Regions from separate parts of the Mus musculus genome. Here region 1 is linked to region 2. Evidence: chromatin contacts called from public promoter capture Hi-C data. All regions are on one chromosome and are shown on one strand. The core of a region is the stretch at or near the end of the contact, and the rest is flanking DNA. Distances in the headings are between cores, read along the strand shown.

What was found. Promoter capture Hi-C pulls out the DNA fragments that hold promoters and counts their contacts.
Region 1: a promoter capture Hi-C map of hippocampal neurons shows a contact between it and region 2, with 3 times the contacts expected there. The contact joins the promoter of Fnip2 here to the enhancer-like site in region 2. A contact is called at or near these places in 7 of 39 promoter capture datasets (the C10 cell line, cranial neural crest, frontonasal cranial neural crest and 3 more), 1 of 115 datasets of contacts at active chromatin or transcription factors (embryonic forebrain) and 2 of 9 other capture datasets (adipose tissue and liver).

Annotation. Positions count from the first base shown.
Region 1 is chr3:79,565,563-79,570,506 of GRCm38.p6, forward strand. Fnip2 (folliculin interacting protein 2) reads right to left here and starts at 2,117. Exons shown (of 17, transcript NM_001162999.2): 1 at 1,947-2,117. The coding sequence starts at 2,041. It overlaps 4930589L23Rik (RIKEN cDNA 4930589L23 gene), which reads left to right and starts at 2,630. Exons shown (of 2, transcript NR_152118.1): 1 at 2,630-3,636.
Region 2 is chr3:79,311,075-79,316,303 of GRCm38.p6, forward strand. No RefSeq gene overlaps it. Among named protein-coding and RNA genes, the nearest start is that of Gm40072, 23 kb to the right of the region's middle. Within about 2 kb of position 3,092, at least 28 of the 459 cell types and tissues checked have an H3K27ac peak or open chromatin away from gene starts, as enhancers often do. A contact at or near this core is called in hippocampal neurons, where this site is marked.

The sequences.
Region 1 (4,944 bases), core at 867-3,366, 250 kb after region 2:
TCCTAATATGGCCGAGCCCTAAATATAGCCACATTTTTTTGTTGTTGTTGCTGTTGCTCAAAATACACTGAATTTAACCTTATCCATGGGAAGGGAAGAGTGCTGGTGGACAAGTAGGCAGGGAACGTAAGAAACAGTGACAAGTACCACGCATCTCCACGGGCACTCAAATGGCTGTAATGTCCTTGGTAAGGGCCACCAAAGAAGACACCTGAGGAATCTTGGTCTAGTCTAGGATTCCAAGAAGAATTAACATGTCCTGACTCCAAAGTAATTCTACAACTCAGAGACGTTAGACGACAGCATCACGGGTAGGCAGACAAATAGAAGGCACAGAATCAGGTCCAGTCTGCCTAACGGAAATGCACTGACCATGATCCAGGCAGTCCTCACAATTTACCTTCCAACCTCCCACCACACACACACACACACACACACACACACACACAAATGCTGCTATTCTGTTTAATGTCTCATTCTCTCCAAGTTGGAGCCAGGGATGGCAGCACGTGCTTACTGTAATCTTACACTTGAGAAGCACTAACAGGACGATCAGGTCATCAATTGATCGAAGCTAGCCTGGGCTACATAAAACTGGAAATACAAGATAAAAGAAAATCTTATATAACTATAGGAATGTGTTTGTATGTGTTTTGAATGAATTTTTATGCAATAAAGGAGATGAGATTTAATCAAAATTCATTTCAAATGCGATGCTTCATGTTGGTGTTCCCAGAACTTGAGAAGCTAAGGCAGGAAGATTGTCAAGAGTTTAAAGCCAGCCTGGACTAATGAGACCTTTGTTTGTTTGTTTGTTTGTTTTTAAAAAAAATTCAAAGTCTTACATTCTGAACATAAAGTATCCCTAGAAGGTCTGAATCGGTGTGAGGTGTTCAGTTTTCTGTTTTGTTTTGTTTTGTTTTATAGTGATGAAAACTTAAATGGCAAATAAAATGTTTTCTCAACTAGTAGTGCTGAGAGACAGTACAGGACCCAGGAGAGCATCTTTGGAAACTTACCACTCAAAAGCAGAATAGTATAGGGATGTTACTGAGAGCCAATTGCTTAGCTCAAAATGCAAGACCAGCCGCCACTTAGAGCTGTGGGTCTTGAGCCAGCTTAACACATGCTAATCCAAAGGTATGTGTTCCGAAGATGAACTATTAAATATCTGCCTCTGCTTTGTTAAATTAGAACCCGAGACGTTTCATAAAAAGCATTTCCCTCCCTTTCCACTCATCATGCGGCATCAGCCTTCTAACTGATGAGGAAATTACACACTTTTATTCATCCGCCGGCGAGCTTGTCATACACTGCAAGAAAGAAGCTGCTTTTTTCGTGGCTTCACCCTTTCCAACTTCAAAATACTGTCACATACTCAGTGGGTTGGAGCTGCCTGCAAAATGACAGCTTACAGGCTCTGGGGCAGGGGAGACGCAGGTGACTCTCCCTCCAGAGACCCTGGAAGGTACACACCGGTCCCAGACGTGCTCAGACACGGGGGCATATGGAGAAATTTTGTGGGGCACCTGAGGAAAGAGGGCAGAGGATGGCGCAGGGCTCCCACCTGGGGAGACCTGGAGAGCAAGGAAGGAGGACGGCGCTGAGGTTCCACCCAGAAGGAGCAGTAGAAAAGGGACAGGGCGGTTCGCGGCTCTGAGACCCTGAAAGAAGTGGAAAGAGGAGCCCAACCTGGGAGAACCCGGCGAGGGAGGGAAGAGGATGCTGCTGGGTCCCACCCAGAAAGAGGGGCGAGAGAGGCGTGGGGTCCCACCCGGGAGGACCGGGACAGAGGAGAGTGAGAGACTGGGGTCTTTCCCAGGAGGATCTGGGAAGAAGGGACAGGGTGGCGCGGGGTCCCGCCCAGGAGGAGGGGACAGGGTGGCGCGGGGGTCCGGTCTCCATGCAGCCCGCCTGAGGCCTCCCTCCCGCTCGCACGCGCTCACCTGAAGGCCGGCTCCTCCTTGGGCGGCCGGGCCTGGGCAGACGCTGCGCCGCCGCCCCTTTTGTTGAAGAGCTTCTGGAGCAGGGTCGGGGCCATGGCGTGCACGCGGCGGCCCGGGCGGGCGGCCACGCTCCGGGACCCGACGGCTCAGCGCGCAGCCCACGGCGGCCGCGGCGGGGCCATGGCGACGGGGGCGCGGCCGCCCGGAGGGGCGCGAGCGCGGGACCGCTGCAGCGGACGGAAGGTGCGGCGCCGCGGCCGCCGGCCGGTCATATGACGGAGCCGGCCCGCCCGGCTGACAGCTCGCTCCCGCGGGAGGAGGAGCGCGGAGAGGGCAGCACGAGGGAGAGGGAGGAGCACGGGAAGAAGAGGAGGGAGAGCATGAGGGAGGGGAGGAGCACGAGGATGGCAGGGAGGGGGGTGCACGAGCGAGGGGGAGGAGCGCCGGGAGGAGGGAGGAGGAGCGTCAGAAGGCAGCACGAGGGACTGGGAGGAGCAAGAGGGACTGGGAGGAGCGCAGGCGATGAAGAGTGGAACGTGTTGGGAGGAATACAAGGGAGTGGGAGAGAGGAGTGGGCGATGGAGGAGGAGCGCCAGGGAAGCGGAGAGTGGAGCCGGGAGAGGCTCGTAGGGAGGAGTGGGGCGGGGCGTGTGGGGGGAGGGGGAGGAGCATAGAGGCCTAACGTCTCCATTGGCCAGCTTTACCCGCCCTGCGCCGACATCACTAGGGGTACGCCCGGAGTTATCACTCGCCGGGCTCTTACTGGGGCTAGAGAGTTGGGCGGGGTGCACGAGTCTTCACACACTTGACCTACTGAGCTCCAGAGCACAACTATGGAGGTTTTTGTTCTTTGGAAAGAAAAGCCCTTGAACTTGGTCCTCATTTTATCGGGTCCAGGACTCCCTAGCAGAAAACGTGGCCTGAGCTGGAGAAGCAACTTTAGTGCCTGACGTTGCTGCTGGGGATTCTGGCCCCTGCTGCATTTGAGGTCCCAGCAAGCAACTGCCGGAACCAGAGTAAATCAGCAGGCTCAATTTTGAATTTACAAACAGTTTATTCAGGTCACCGGGTTTTGTTTTGGTTTTTTTTGTTTTTTGGGGTTTTTTTGGGTTTTTTGGTGTGTTGGTTCCCACTGGTACATAAGTCACACAAAAGCTGTGCATGTACTAAGCCCATATGTGCGTGCGTTAAGCCCACATATACACACAAATGATTGCTTTCCTAGTTCGTGTTCACATTGGGCACATAAAAAAAAAAAAAAAAAACTCAATAGATTCTTTGATTTAGGGAAGCTGAGTGTGTGCTTAGACTCATTTGCCTGTGCTTTCACGCCTCAGACCCCCTGAGAATTTATTGTGCTGTGGTGCAAGACGTTAAAGAACCTGCGGTTATGAAGAGTCTGACCACATTCAAAACAGTTTATTAATCTGTTTTGCGGCCTAGAGCTCTAACGTGGTTCAGATGGTAGGTAGTAGAGCTAGAGTTAGTTACTTTTGAGTTCCACTCTGACTCCAGCAAATTTGAGGACGGTGAACAAATGACCCACCAAGATTTCTTAGACTTGATCAAAGGAAAGTTAAGGATGGAGAAACATGGCTCAGCAGTTACAAACATAAGCTGCGTTTGCACGGGACTGGAGATCTCTTCCCAGCAAGTGGATCAGAAAGCTCACAACCAAGTCCAACTCCAGGTCAGAAGTCGTCCTCCCCCTTTTGGTGCCCAAGGGCACTGCACTCAGAGGCACAAAGTTACACAATGCGCGCGCATGCACACACACACACACACACACACACACACACAGAGAGAGAGAGAGAGCGCTAAAAAGCAAAACAAGCAAACAAAAAAAGAGGACATTTAGACGTTTAAAAGCAAACATATTTCACAAATATAAGTAATCAAAAGAGGGGGTGGGGCATAGCTCTAATCTGCTCAAGGCCCCCAATCCAGAGGTTGCTTCCTGGTTTCTTAGTCCGGGTCTCTAGCACTGCCACATGGCTCTGTATGTGAAGAGGAACAGGGATATTGTGAATGCTTAGAGATGACAGGATAACAATGAAATGAAATGAAAACTGGGACTTGTGAGGGCTGTCTTCCACAAGCCGATCTATCAGTTCCTGTGACTTGTTTCCATATATGCATGCTCTGTAGTCTGTTTTAGTTTGATTTCTGTTATATTATCATAAATACTGCTTGTGACCTGCTGAAACCTGGTTCTCCTTCCTGAAGAAGCTAGAAGAAAAGCAGTTAGGAGTCGTTTCTTCCCTCCTAACTGAGATATAATTATTAATATTTAATATCTGGATATAATGTTACCACTATCTTGATAGAAGCTTGAAGATGAAACCAGGACAAGACATGGTGAAGACAGAGCCTTTAAGAGAATTTCATTTTTAAAAAATTTTTCTCTATTGCTTATCATATCATGAAGAAATTTGTATTTCAACTCCTAGTCTGCCAGAGAAAATACTCAACACCAATGATCTCATTCCAGTTTTGTTGTTGTTGGGGATTTAACCTAGGGCAAACTACTCTGTTCTCATGTGATTTGTGTGATATATATATATATATATATATATACATATATATATATATATATATATTAGATAAGTATAGTGTATATGTGTGTGTGCATGTATATACATACACACACACACACATATGTAAATATAAAACAGGCAGGTGCTACCCACCTGGTTTACCCAGTGCTGAGCTTTGGGTATGTTAGACAACATGAGCTGCATACCCAGCCCAGTCTACTTTTTTCTAGTATTTCAGAATGTTTCTTTTTTTTTAATATTTTTTATTACATATTTTCCTCAATTACATTTCCAATGCTATCCCAAAAGTCCCCCATACCCTCCACCCCACTTCCCTAACCACCCACTCCCACTTCTTGGCCCTGGCGTTCCCCTGTACTGGGGCATATAAAGTTTGTGTGTCCAATGGGCCTCTCTTTCCAGTGATGTCCGACTAGGCCATCTTTTGATACATATGCAGC
Region 2 (5,229 bases), core at 1,842-4,341:
GGAAATGCTGATATTCTAACCATGTATATTACTTTTAATCTGATGGGAAATAAGGTAAAAGCATAATTCACATTCCCTAGAGAATTCTGCCATCACGTATCTTCAAAGGCATGTCAGTGCGCATTTCAGCAATATAATACTAAAATCAAAAGCATTTCAAGAGAAAGCAAACGGGACAAGGCATGATAAAAGATTCTACGAGGAGCTGATCTGGGGGATCCAAAGGAGATTGTAATGAAAGGTCTTAGAGGTGAACCATTATAATCTTTAAAGAGACAGTTTCCCAAATGATCCCTTTTAGTTCTGTGGAAAATTCCTAGAGATATTTACCTTGTATGTACTCAGAGAAAGAGGTATTACTAATATAGAAGGTTCATGTGGGTTGTTTGTTTGTTTGTTTGTTTGTCAGATTTTTATCACCAAGGACATTTAACCTTGTTAGGAAAGTAAGATATAAACCCCAGAACAATAATTGAATAAATAAAGACAGGCTCTATTTAGTGTTGTGATTTGATACCATTTCTTTTCTTTGCCTTGGTCTACCAAGTTTTCCTTTATCTTTCTTGGTGATTCATTAAGGTCAGGTTTTATGCTTATGTAAAGGTGTGGCATATGTGCATGTGCGTGGTGCGTGTGCGTGTGCGTGTGTGCGTGTGTGTGTGCGTGTGCATGTGTGCGTGTGCGTGTGCGTGTGTGTGTGTGTGTGTGACACACATACCCAGTTCTAATGAAGTTCTTAGTGTTTAGGAAGGCCCATATGATGATAAAATATTATATTCTGGCTTTGCTGTGATGTAAAACAAAGTTTTATATTAACAAGAGACAAGACATGAAATGAAAGTGGAGAGGAGACAATGGGAGTGCCTGAGAATTTTGGACCTGACAAACCACAAGCACACCTTCTCCCTGGCTGACACTGAGGAGATGGGCCAGGCCTGGAATTACTGTAAAAGGAGCAAGCTAATAAGGAATTGTCAGAGCTCTGGAGCCTTCCTGGGAAGCCTGCTCTGGCTGGGAGTGGTGACTCACACTGTAATTCCAGCACATGAGAGACTCAGGGAGGATTATAAGCTTGAGCTTAAGGCTAGACAAAGCCACATAGCATGTTCCAGGCCAGTCTGGACTAGGCAAAAAAAGACCTTAGAGCTGACCCCTGAAGCTGGCACTGTAGCTTGTGGTAGAGTGTTTGCATTTACTAGTCTACAGTTTCACTAAGGCCATTGTGTTGCTTGTTTGTGTTTTAGTTTGGCTGAGATAGGGTCCTATTAACCCAGGATGACCAGAAACTTACTATATAGCCATATTTCTGATCGTTCTGCCTCCACCTTTCCAGGCCTGGCATATGCTACTATGTCCAGCATACTCATTGCCTTTTGAAAATGCTGAGTTTATGTCCAGAGATTGATTTGAGCTCATTGATTTGTAGAAAACTAGAGCCCAAGGTCTCACGTCCTGGAGACACTTAAATTCCTACTCCTGCATCCTGCAAAGCAAGATTCCTGCTATACCAGCCCCTCCCGCACAGGACTTCATCCCTGCATCTCCAATATGCGTGACCCCGTGACCCGGCATTCCAGTCCTCTGCAGGTGACACTTACAAAATCAGCTATGCATCAATCCCCCAAACACACTGCATTTATAGTTAGTTTCTAGCAAAATATTTTTCAAGTTATATAATATGCCAGCCACATTTCTGGGAATTGAACATTATATAAAATAGAACCATGGTTTTGGAAGACTGAAAAGTTTTTAATTTTGCAAGAACAATCTTAGAAGTTTTGAATAAGTCAACTTCTGTAGAACTGTAAAGACAAAATCTATCTAGAAAAATGGAGAGGAAAGTGGACTGTGAAGGTAGTAAAGACATGTGGGCAGCCGCTGATTGTTGCCACAGAAGGCAGAATATTCTGGATTAGTCTTACCTCTTACCTATATTTGAATCCTTCTTTGTTTCTCTTGGTAATAGCTCCCAGAGGCCAGGCAAGTGTTAGAGAAAAGAGTTTAGTCTCCTTTAGCTCACAGTCTTGCAGGATGAAGGGCAGGAGGCTTGCATCTGGCAGTGGCCTTCCTGCTGGTAGGGTGCTGGACTAGTCTGATGGATCCCAAGGCAAGAGATAGAGGTCTTTGCATGAGCCAGAGTCTCTTCCATTCAGTTAGGGAATGATAACTGCATCCCATCCTAACAGCCCATAAAAGCCACCCCACCCCCCCACAACCACCACGGACAGAGTTTTTGCTTTCTTAACATCTCTTAATGAGAATTAAATTTCAGTGCATAAGTCAGTTGTCCCAGACACTTGGAAAACTTACTGGGAAGATGTCTTGAGTAGAAGAGTTTCCGTGCCTCTGGACAGGGTAGTAATGTCCCATCTCAAAAAAAAAAAAAAAAAAAAAAAAAAAAAGCCAAATGTCCACACATACACTGTGGGGGATATGTTCAAGCAATGCTAAAACCACAGCTTTCAAACATCACTTAATGTTTTACTTATCTGTAAGATGGGAGAACATCTAGCATACAGAGTAAAATCTCTGTCCATGACCCTTGTAATTGCTACAGAGAGATGAAAGTAACGGATACTGGCTACAAATGGGATATAAAGCTTTTTTTTCTAGTTCTAATTCTGTCTTTTTGTTTTGTTTTGTTTTAGGTGGTGAATAGTACATAAGATATATCTGATAATGAAAGTATAAAAATTGAATGTAAAACCTCCACAGCTTTCATTCAAAATACCTATTTTTAACTATATAGAAGTTCATGGCATTGTATGGGCTTTGGGTGTGGCTATTTTGGTAAGTAGCACTTCTGTGTACTTGCAAGTATTTTTAACATTAATAAAGTTTATGCAATTATTTTTAAGTAATTACTGTAAATATGAAATCATGTTTTAAGAGTGATAGCGTGATGTAACCCCAGCACTTCAGAGATTGAGACAGGAGGACCATCAGTTAGAGCCCAGCTAGGGCTATAAAAACTTAAGGAAGAGCAGGAGAGAGAGAGAGAGGAGAAGAAACAAACAGTAGATGCACTAGTATGTTGCTCTCCAGCTCTCCTCTCCTACTCTGAAGGAAGGAAAGCACTGTGTTTAACACAAGGCACATGTAACAGCAAATATTTCTAGCCAAATTTAGCCAGTCATTGTTTCCATGGCAACGCCTCACTCTGAGAAACGAGATTTCTGGTAACTTGTTTGAGACAGCGTGGGCAACTCTCAGGGTTACAAGGAAAGGAGTTAGCTCTGAAGTGAGGGGAGAAAAACATGAACTCTCTTTGCAACATCTTATTTGGAAAAGCAATTTTTAATCGTTTAACAATCTCGTGGCCTCGGTTTTTTTTGTTGTTTTTTTGCACAATTATCCTTCATAGCCTATCAGACTGCTGTAAGGAGTTGATCTGAGGATGCTCATTAGGGAGATACTGCAAACAAAAAACCCTGTTGTTGGCTCTTTTCGGGCTCTGTGAGATTCGGTGCAGCCTCGGGATGCAACATGCTGGTCATGTGAACAATGCCAGTCAATGGTGCTCGGCTCATACACCTGTCAGAGGTCACTGACATCTTTTCTACTCAGGAGAAACATTTTTCTCCACACTGAAGAATGGGATCACTTGGCCCAGCTAGTAAAGGCACTTATTGCCAAATCCGACAACCTGAATTTGATCCCTAGAGCCCACAGGGTGGAAGAAGAGAACCCACTTCATGAGATTGTTCTCTGTCCTCTGGCACAAACACAGCACGTGCACATACACAGCACATGCACATACACAGCACATGCACATACACAGCACATGCACATACACAGCACATGCACATACACAGCACATGCACATACACAGCACATGCACATACACAGCACATGCACATACACAGCACATGCACATACACAGCACATGCACATGCACATACACAACACATGCACATACACGGCACATGCACACTTCCCTCCTCCTAAGCATGTAGGGCTTTGCATATGCCATACAAGCAGTGGTCTTTTGATTTTATAAATCTCTAAAGCTAGTATTTATAAGCAATTTATTTTTAAACAGAATGTCAATATGTAACTCTGGCTGCCCTGGAAAGAACTCACTATGTGGACCAGACTGGTTTCAAACTCATAGAGGTCTATATGCCTCTGTCTCCTGAATGCTGGGATTAAAGACCAATGCCTCAAGGGCTGGTTGCAAAGATCTTTCTGGTGGATTTTTAATTATGTGATAAGAAAGACAGAAGACAGCAGAAATCCTCAGCAAGTTTTTATGTGTTTCTGAGTGTTTTAAACACTTAACAGTTCTATTTTTTTTAACGCTGTAGATTTCTGGACCTGTTTTCAATGGAAACATTGAATTACAATGAATATACAAATATAAGCCCTCTTTGGCTTAGAATGCACATGATTTCTAAACATATATCAACGTGTCATAATTAGCTTCAAGCAGATCAATGGAAAAGGGCAAATAAGTGTAGTGCTTGAACACTTTGTCTCCTAAGGACAAATACTCTAATGTTAAACTCTCATTGTAAAGCTTTTCTTTTTGCCGGGTGTGGTGGCGCGTGCCTTTAATCCCAGCACTCGGGAGGCAGAGGCAGGCGGATTTCTGAGTTCGAGGCCAGCCTGGTCTACAAAGTGAGTCCCAGGACAGCCAGGGCTATACAGAGAAACCCTATCTCGAAAAACAAAAACAACCAAAAAAAAAAAAAAAGCTTTTAGGGGAAGAAAGGCCGGTTTAGGTTCATGATTGGCGGCGTGGCCTGACATGATGGAGAAGGCAGGAAGCTGGAGACCGGGTGCTAGGTTGCTTGCCTGCATCTTTATGGATCATCAAACATACTAACTCCCATTCTGTAAGGGGAAAAAAATGTCTTTTAAAAGTCAGCTTAAAGAAATACTGCAACATCTCACTTAGTAAAAAAGACTGATGAAAAGAAAGGCACTTTTCCTTGTGGCATGAGTCATGAAAAAAATCTCCTACAGATAGCCAGGATACTTATTTCCAAAGGAGATGTTGTCATTCCCAAACGAGCTCAAATCAGTTATAAAACAGCCACAGGACTAGGGAGATGGTCCAGTCAGTAAAGCCATTGTACAAGCAAAAGGATTCCAGAGCCTACATAAAATAAAGGTGGAAGGAGGAACCAACTCAGCACAGCTTTCTTCTGATCTCACACACCAGGGAATGCATCCTCCTACACATGAAACAAAACTAAATAATAGCAAGTGATAGAGGACAGCGGA